Regions from separate parts of the Gossypium hirsutum genome. Here region 1 is linked to region 2. The links are chromatin contacts, called in public Hi-C maps. All regions are on one chromosome and are shown on one strand. The core of a region is the stretch at or near the end of the contact, and the rest is flanking DNA. Distances in the headings are between cores, read along the strand shown. Region 1 holds the start of LOC107912063 (protein BONZAI 1). Region 2 has its middle 13 kb from the start of LOC107923948.

Region 1 (4,981 bases), core at 1,035-3,534, 62 kb before region 2:
TAAAGCAAACAAAACTTATGAGATATCAGGCTAAGTTTTTTGCAAACAAAATACAATTCTTGTGACCAAAGAATAAAGCATGAGTGTGAAGTACATAAATATTATTAGTTAATACAAAAACTGTAAATGAAAATGTTGTAAGAGGCCAACTAAGCATTCAAACAAAGCTAAGCAGAGACTTACTTTTGATGCATGTTAGATTTACCAATCTGTCCATATCAAGTTGTTACCTAAAGATTCAATCAAGATAATGGCTGTATCCATAGAGTTAGTGTCATGATCCTTGGATTCATCAAGCTCATATTGCTTGGTAATGAAGGAGTTTTTTAAGTATTTAGCAACATGAGTGCCTTGCACATTTTATCCTTGAAACATAGGATGATCCATAACTTTTAGTCAACACTACTACTCTGACAGCTAATCACACAAGACCACACCACACCCTTCTTCGGTGCATGGTGAGCTAGCATCTTTTCATTGGTTGCGTTAAATGCACCATTTAATTCTAACCTATCTATATGGCATCTAAGTCTAGGTTTAGTGACAGACTTTCTCCATACAATGAGACTTCTTGCCTTCAACTCCCCACTTCCCACTCCTCGAACCTTATTTCCTAATTCCATTTATTCAAAGGCATCATTAAGTCAGCGCACATAGAAAACACCCTCCAAAAATTCTAATACCAGCTATCAACTAATACAATATCATCGTGTTGCCCCTTAAGCTTAGAATTAAGAACTTTTTTTCGAAAAATATTTACTGACTTTTTTTTTTTTCACATAATGTTAATTTCAACAACAAGGTCAAATATGGTACAGCAAAATTAAGGCACTGAATTTCTTAACTACATCATTGCTTGTAGAGTTAGCGTCAGTTTTGCAGTTCATTCATATACTTACATACCTTGGAGAACACATCCCGGTCTCGCAAACTCGTAGCAGAAAACGATAACTGCAAAACATTGCGCAGAAAAGTCAATGAACAGTAGACAGTTCGCAAAGAAGATGATGATGAAGAAGAAAAGCTCAAAATTTAGAGAAAATGAATCAGAAACCAGCTTATCTATTCAACACTATCAAAATCAAGAACTCCAAATTTAAATACTACAATACCCAAAATTTCCTACTCGGTAAATCAATTAGCCAATCATCTACTCGGTAACAAAGTAGATTGGACCTTATATTCTAAGCAAAAACTAGGCACTCTATTCATCATCACAGAAGTAACTGACAAAAAAAAAAGAAAGAAAAAAGGACCTCGATCTGAGAGAAGATGCCGTGTATGCCATGAGACTTGAAATACCAATCAGCAGCGTCGTTTTGGTTGCTAGTGGAAGTCGACGGGGCGGTGCCACCTATAGCCGTCATCCCGCCGCCAACGTCCGAGCAGCAATTTCCCATCGCTAACTATACTCACTAGCTCTGTTTTCTCAACTCGATAAATGATGCCTATGCATGAACCGAAAAAAGAAAAAAAAACAATGGAAAAAAAGAAGAAAATAATTCAAAAGTGAAAAAGAGAGAGGGGGGGCTGAACTGGTTTTTTTTTTATAAATTGAAAATTAAAAATTATGGAGACTAAAGTAAAATACTTAGCTTCTTTCAAGTTCTTAGACAATGTCTGGAAATGGGCAAATAGCCCACATTCTTTCTTTTTCCAAAATAAACAGAAAACGCGTTTTAGGTTAGTTATACCTATAGAGCAACTTTATTTTTATATTTTATGTTATATACATAAATTATATAACTATATAATATATTTTTAAATCATTTTATATATTTATGCCAATATATTATTTTTAACTTAAAAGAAAAAAAATTTTGTGATTTCAAATCACTTAAAAAGTTCAACGTGTTTATTAGTCATTATTATGAATTATCGGTAAAATTTATGCTAAATTAATTAAATATGTCAAAAAACTGTTTATTGATTTTTTTTAGAGAGTATGTGAAAACACTTCAGTTGGTGAATTTTTTGATAACATATCAAGGAAAGTACACTTAATTAGACGCGATTTCTATAAAATTTTCAAAAAATCACACATTCTCTAAAAACAATTTATCCTTGAAATTTAAAAAAAAAAATCTGACTCATTTAGCTAATTAAAAAATTCTTTTAACTACTTTAGCCTGAGATTTAAATATAAAATTATTTATTGCGAATAGGAAATACAATTTGATAAATAAGTTGAATATAAAAATACATGCAAAATAGAAGAAAAAATAAATTAAAAGAAGAAAATGATATAAAAGTGTTAAAGAATCAACCTCGTAAGCAATGAATCAATGAGCATAGAAGATATGAGTTTGCTTAAAGAATTGGATTGGAATTTCCTTGATATCAAAGCATTCAAAAGACAACTTCTTTTTAAAAAAAAAAAGGGTTCTTGACAGCTTATAATAAGTACATGGACACGCTGTCTTGTGTTTAGCATCTTTTTTAAATTTAATATCTACACAAAGAATAATTATAAAATGACTTATAGATTATATAAAGTAAGTAAGGTCTCGTCGATTTAAGTTGATCCCTTCAACGTAAGATATGATTGAATATTTAAAATAGGGTTTATATCATAAATGGGCCTCTCAATTTTATCAATTTTTGTCAATGTAATATTCGTGAAAACACCAGATTTTATTTAGAAATTAACCAACATTAAAAAAACCAAATTTATTTTTAAAATATTAAATACTATACATTTATATAAATTATGCATTTCATGTTTAAAGTAAATTATTTATTTTAATTAACAAATTTCAATAGTTAAATATATATTAATATAAATAATATTTTATATCGATATAATAGATATATCTGATCTACTCAAAAATTAAGTATAATTATATTAATAAAATCAATAATTTAATAATTAAAATATTAATTATAAAGTTATATAAGACGATTTTAATTTTACATGATTCCTCTCAAATATTTTATATATAAAATTTAGAAGTCAGCATTGTTTGTTAATGGCATGGCATTCATGGTAATGATGCGGGCTGCAGGGGGGAAAGGTGGCACAACTGCTCGAGAGTGCTGACCCCACCATTTTTCATCAAGTCAATCCCACCAATAAGAGGGGGGAGTAGTAAATAGTCTATATATAGTTGGAGTTTTGAATTTTTAATTTGTTTTATTTTATATTGTTTTTTTATGCAAATGTTTTAACGGTTAAAGCAATTAAAATGTGTATTATAATTCAGATTTTTCATCTCATAAGTATTTAATTGTATAAAAAAACTTCATGAATATTTTAATATTTCCAACTTTAACGTGTAAAAACATAATTTGATAATAAAAATGTTTTACTCTATCGAGATAACTAATCATTATATATTTTAATTTTTTCATTAATATTATATAATTTATTATTAAAGTATTATCTGCATAAAATGTAATTTAAAATTATAAATTATTAACACTCAAATCAACACAAACCAAATAGATAATTAAACTGTCAGAATAATTAAATTAAAACCCAATTAAAACGTTAAATTATGTGGGTTTTTTTACAGTGGTGAGTAAAAGGAATCAATTTTCCGGATTGAAGTACATGCAATACATGAAGGTGTAAGCATGACATGGGAGAAAGGACTCAGCCAAGTAGAATTAGAATGTGACAGTGCACTTTCAGTAACACCCCCAAATTTTATACCGTCACTTGAACAGGGTTACAGAACATTAACATATCGAACAAATTACGAATAACTCACAAATAGTTAACATACAAAATATAAATTTAATCCTTAAGTCCCTATAATGGACCATTGAGGCCCAAAACACGTATTAGAAATGGATTGGGACTTATCCAAGTGCTCGGAGAATTTTCATAAATGTTTTAAAAAAATTAGCTCAATATAACCTCATTTATATACATCTAAACTTCCCTGCAATTTCAAACCGAAACCAATCCAATATCAATGATATAACCAATTCAATTCATACATGTAAACATCTAAAACATACCAAGATTAGTACTAGAATTTACTATATGATCATTCATACCATTATTCAAATTAAATTAAAAGTTCTATTCAATTATCAATTCAAACATAATGTTATATATACCATTTCATTTATTTAATTTTTCATTTACCAAGTTAAATCATCACATATTATCCTTACAATCCAAAACCATATTAACTCAAAATACAACCTAGGTGCATGCCACATATACCAAAATAAAATATACATCACCAAGGTTGCTGAAATCAGGATTGGTTCGGATGCTGGACTAGATTTTGACTCTTACTGACTTACGCACAGAAAATAACCATACGCTGAGTATAGACATACTCAGTGGTATTACTATAATTCAAACTATAATAACAATAATGAAATATAAATATTAAACATATAAAATTTGAATTTTCTCAAATATTAACTCATTCTTAAACTTCATTCGTTAATAATAGTAACACAATATCAACTATTTATCAGTTTCAATCAAATATCATAGACTTCAATTTTCTTCACTACATCAACGTTTAGTTCATGCCTTTCATTTTCAATCTCAATTTCAATCCACAATTTAAATTTCTCATTTCAATTTTTCACTCTATTAATAGACCCGGACTTTGGCGGATACACGGATCCAACCAAACACACTAGAATGGCACCCAGTGACTCATCGGATAGTTCGAAGTAAAGTTGGCACCCAGTGTCTTATCGGCCTAGCCGAAGTAAAGTGGTACCCAGTACCTCATTTGTAATAGCCGACTTTCAATGATGTCGAAAATAGTTGTTCGAGACCACTACATTCGGAAAATAAACTCATAAATTTATTTATTTAATAATTGTGAGCCAAATGTGATTTTTGAGAGATTTTTGAATTAGTAATTTGTGTTTTATAAAGATTTATTAAGTCAAGAAATTGAGGAAAACAGGTATCGAGACCTTGATTTTATCCGTAAATATTTTTATAAATATTTTTATAAATATTTACGGAGTATCAATAAGGTAGTAATAAAATTTCGTCAGA
Region 2 (4,784 bases), core at 2,010-4,509:
TTTCTCTATTTCAATCAATATTCACATCAATTCTACTTAAATCACGATTTCACTTTCAAAATCAAATACACTTTCCATTCACAAATCAAAATACAATTCAATACTAACATATATATTTCTCATTCAATTCAACTTCACTTTAAATCTCAAATTCTCTTTCAATTCAACAATTCAATCATAATCCAATACTAAAATTTATTTAATTTAATTATCATTCAATTCCATAACAACACTTACCTCATAATTTACTTACTAAATATATAATTTAATTTAACATTTAATGAATAAATAAATAATTTGAATTATAATAGTACAAACCCGGATTTGTTCGATTACTCATCGACAACTTTTTCCTTTCCTTTCCTTTTGATACCGATGCCTCAGGTTATTTGCAAATTAAATTTCAAGCTTTAAAACTTTAGTTTCTCCTTCTTCTTTTTTTTCTTTCTTTCTTTCCTTTCCCACTCTCGAATGGCTTTCTCAATTTCTTTCTATGTTTTATTTCCTTTTTTGTTTCTTTTTCTTATTTTCTTTATAGTTATAACTTAATATATATATTAACTACTTAATTTATAAATATCTATTTGATAGCAAATATATATGTTACAATTATACATTATCTCCACTCTACATTTGTCTTGATCTAATCTATTTCATCATATAATAATATAATATTAATAAATAATAAATATTTATTTACTTAAATAAAAAAGTAATTAAATAAAAAATATTATAATTGTATGTACATAATTGATCACACTTGTATTTTACTAACACCTTACATTTGACAACTTATTAATTTATTCATTAATTTAATACTATAATATCAATTAAATAATAATAAATATAATAAGTATCTATTTAATACACAAATACATATGTTACAAATGTAGATTTATACATTGTTACATTTGTATATCATCATCACCATCCACTTATCATGAATTTAATTTATTTATCATATAAAAATCTTTTAATATAATTAATAATCATAAAATATCTTTATACTTAAATTGTAAGTAAATTATGTATGTAAATTACAATTGTACAAATATAATTTTTACACATGTATATTTTTATTACCATACTTTTGTATTTATTTAATTTCAATTAATAATAATATATATAATATATATCTAGAGGTGTTCATGAGCCACGCCAGGCTCAACTAAAAAATCATGCCCATTTATTGGGCTCGGGCCTGGCCGAACCTAAAATTTTGCCCAAGTCTGATCCGGATAAAAATACTAAAACTTGGGCTCGCCAAGCCTACCCGTATTAATTTTTATATTATTTTATATTATTTTTAAATATATATAATACATCAAAAATACTAAAAACATCAAAATAAATATTTCCCAACAAATTAAAAATAAATTTTAAAAAATACGTAGACTTAAATAATACTAAGATAGATACAACTTAACAAACAAATGCCTCTAAAATAATAATAAAATAATTAACAAATGTCTTTAAAGTAATAACAAAATTAACAATAAAATAAATTTTATACAATATCCAAACAATAACAACAAAATAGTAGCAAAATAGAGAGAAAACAATAAGAAAATAATATTTAAAAATAAAAAAATGCAGATTTTTTTGTCGTTTAGTAAATTTGGGCCGGGCTAAAAATTCCTTACCGAGGCCTAGCCCATTTTTTAAATGGGCCTTATTTTTTTGTCCAAGCCCATTTTTCGGGCATATATTTTTTCTCAAACCCTCCCACATTTCAGGTCGGCCTTCGGGCCAGGCCGGGTTGCTCGGCCCATGAACACCTCTATATATACCTAAGAAAAATCTCAGATTTTTTCAATCTAGTTGCCACCTCAATTATATCAAATGGCATATTTTCCATTTTGGTCCCCCTTTCTTTTTATTAATCTATAATTCAAATTTTGTCCCTTATTCAATTTAGTTATTTTTCCTAATTACTCTTAATTAAGCTAAATTCACCTAATTAAAACCTAATTAGACACACTACTAGACTCATAGATATTTCTAATAATTATTTACGGGTTTGGTTTACTGAGACCAAGGCCCTATAATGTACTTTTTTCGATGCCCGTAAATTTTGGGTCATTACACTTTCAGTGGAGACTCTGCTAGCTGGTGGAGCTACTTTTAGTAAATAGGTTGAATTACGTTTAACTAGTTGCCTTCTCAAACGAAATTGGAGAATAAAAATTCACCGTATTCATGGATCCATTAAATTTATTATGAGGAACTCTGCATGCTCGTAATTTAAATAATTAATTAAATATGAAATATAAATTCATATTTTAAAAATATTTAAAAAAGTAAAATGCAAGACTAACATAATTAAAATTTTAAACAGAGAGGAGAAATAATTAAACATAATTTTCCAAATGTATGATTTGAACTTTCATAATTTTTTCCTTCAAACCCTTAAAAATTTAAAGATTCATCAAGGACTATCTATATACAATAAAATAAAATTAATCTAAACAAAACTCAATTAAAATCCTAAAATAAATTGAAATTAAAGCCATGTTTGATAAAGTGATAAAAAATTAAACTCAAAATTAATATTTTTGACAATTTAATTTTTTAAACATGTTCGATAACTCGCAAATAAAAGTTGTTAGATAATTTTTCTCTTATAAAAAAAATGTGAAAATTTTTAAATAGATAAGAACTTAGTTATCACTTAATAGAAAATAAATTTTATTATTTTTTATTTTATTGTATTTCATTTAAAATTATATTACGTATTTAATTTTAATTAATACACCAAACAATATAATTATGGTTCGATTAAAATCAAATTAACCGATTGAATTGGTCTAATTCGATTAATTAATTGGTGGCCGAATTTAATTCGGTTGGAGGTTGGTTAATGATTTTTTGAAATTTCAGTTATCAATTAATTCGGTTCAAAATGAGAAAATTGACCAAATTAACCAATTAATCAAAATAAAAAATATATATTATATATAATTTTTAAATTTTTCTTTGGTTGTTAACTTTTAAGAATTATGTAGTGTTTTTAATATCTTATTTGTTGTTTCAACCTCTATTTAAAATTTTTTAAACTTTAAAAAAAATATAAAAATATATATAAATTTTGATTAATTCAGTTAATCGATCCAATAATGCATTAAGATTTTTATATTTCAAATAATTCAATTAATAATAAATCGGTTCAAGCATTAATCCAACTGTCCGGTTGAACCACTAATCTACATCTGAATGCAACAAAGAATACCCAACAACATATTTCGCTAAAGCCCATAATTTCGGGGTTTTCTTGGCTCGTGTTTTCGGACTGATATAGTGGAAATGCCCATGGGTCTCATAATGTCCCAACTCAAACCTTTTTAGTTAGTGGGTTTAACTGAAACATTTATATAGAGGATATGCATTTATTGCCTCCAACTATTATTTTATATAATATTGAGAGAATGCTCCAATAATCTTTTATTATTTCCCTTTTAACCCGTATCACATGTAGTGCTAATTTATCATGGGTTAACCTTCAATGCATTAATTTATATTCAAATAAAATATATATATGAATAAAATTAAAATTAAATGTCTTAATATTTAACATTTTATGGGCTCAGATTTAAGGGTGAGTATTAGATCAAGTCGAGTCGAATCGAGTTAAAAAATTTCGAGTTAGTCAAATTGACAAATCCTATTTTAGCAACCGAATTCAAATTAAATTTTTTTCAAATCGAGTCAAAACAAGTCAAAAAATTTCAAGTTGAATTAACGAATCTTATTATTTATACTTAATGATCCATTTACATGGACCGATTATTTTACAACTAGACAAAGTACAAGCTTTTAGATTGATTTTGAGTAAAGGAAAAAAGGTGAGTGGGGCGATTCGGGAAGGAAAGTAAGACTAATGGGTAAATATTTATCAAAGCAACGTAGTTTTGCCTTTTAACTTGAGAGTTTTGACTTTTAACTTTAGAAAATGTAAACATTTATCAAAACAATGTAGTTTTGTCTTTTTTATTTAGATTTTCGGGTAACTCGAATTAGGGGTGAGCATCCGATTGAATCGAGTGAAACCGTTTGAGTTAAATGAGAAAAATTAATAATGTTAAATTAAAATCTTGTACAATATAACTATTTCCATGTTACAATACAAAAAATTGAGACAATATATATTTGAGAACTTTTTAAAGCAAAATAATAATAAAAAGAAGAAGATATTTTAGTATGATAAACTTGAATCATTAATCACTTATTTATATTCTAAAATTATTATTTTATTAGATTTTTTAATATATTTTTTAGTTTTTTTAAATTTATAACTTTTTAAAAAATATAATATTAGAATTTCTATAAATATTTTAAAATTTTAAAATTATTTTAAAATTTTGAAAATTAATTTGATTTTTTTTTTTTGTAATTTTTGTTAAGAGAGAGACTTATTTTCTTATTTTCAAAATTAATAGGGACCAAAACGGTAATTATACTAATCTGTTATTCAAATTATTCTAATTGTAAAAATTCAACTCAACTCGAACTCGAAATCTGAAATTTTTTATTTGAGTTTACTCGAATAATTCGAATAACTCGAAATTTGAATTTTTTTTCGAATCGAATCGAGTTTTACTTACCCGTATTCAGATTTAAAGAAGTAAACACATGTTCAAGTCTAGACAAATAAAAATATCTAAGGGTTATTAAACATAGGACACAAAAGCATATAAATTCCCATGCACGTCACAAGTGAGGTTTGCACACACCTTGTTACTCTACAACCTTATTCTATATTATCTTCCATTTGCAACTTTAGTAAT

Evidence for each region. A called contact is a pair of places that touch in the nucleus more often than the background predicts.
Region 1: a contact with region 2 is called in a Hi-C map of leaf, with 6 times the contacts expected there. The contact joins the promoter of LOC107912063 here to the enhancer-like site in region 2. A contact is called at or near these places in 4 of 34 Hi-C or Micro-C datasets (callus and leaf).

The regions. Positions count from the first base shown.
Region 1 is chrA11:3,880,583-3,885,563 of Gossypium_hirsutum_v2.1, reverse strand. LOC107912063 (protein BONZAI 1) reads right to left here and starts at 2,284. Exons shown (of 16, transcript XM_016840105.2): 1 at 1,257-2,284; 2 at 904-951. The coding sequence starts at 1,400.
Region 2 is chrA11:3,819,931-3,824,714 of Gossypium_hirsutum_v2.1, reverse strand. No RefSeq gene overlaps it. Among protein-coding and RNA genes, the nearest start is that of LOC107923948, 13 kb to the right of the region's middle. Within about 2 kb of position 3,259, at least 2 of the 9 cell types and tissues checked have an H3K27ac peak or open chromatin away from gene starts, as enhancers often do. A contact at or near this core is called in leaf, where this site is marked.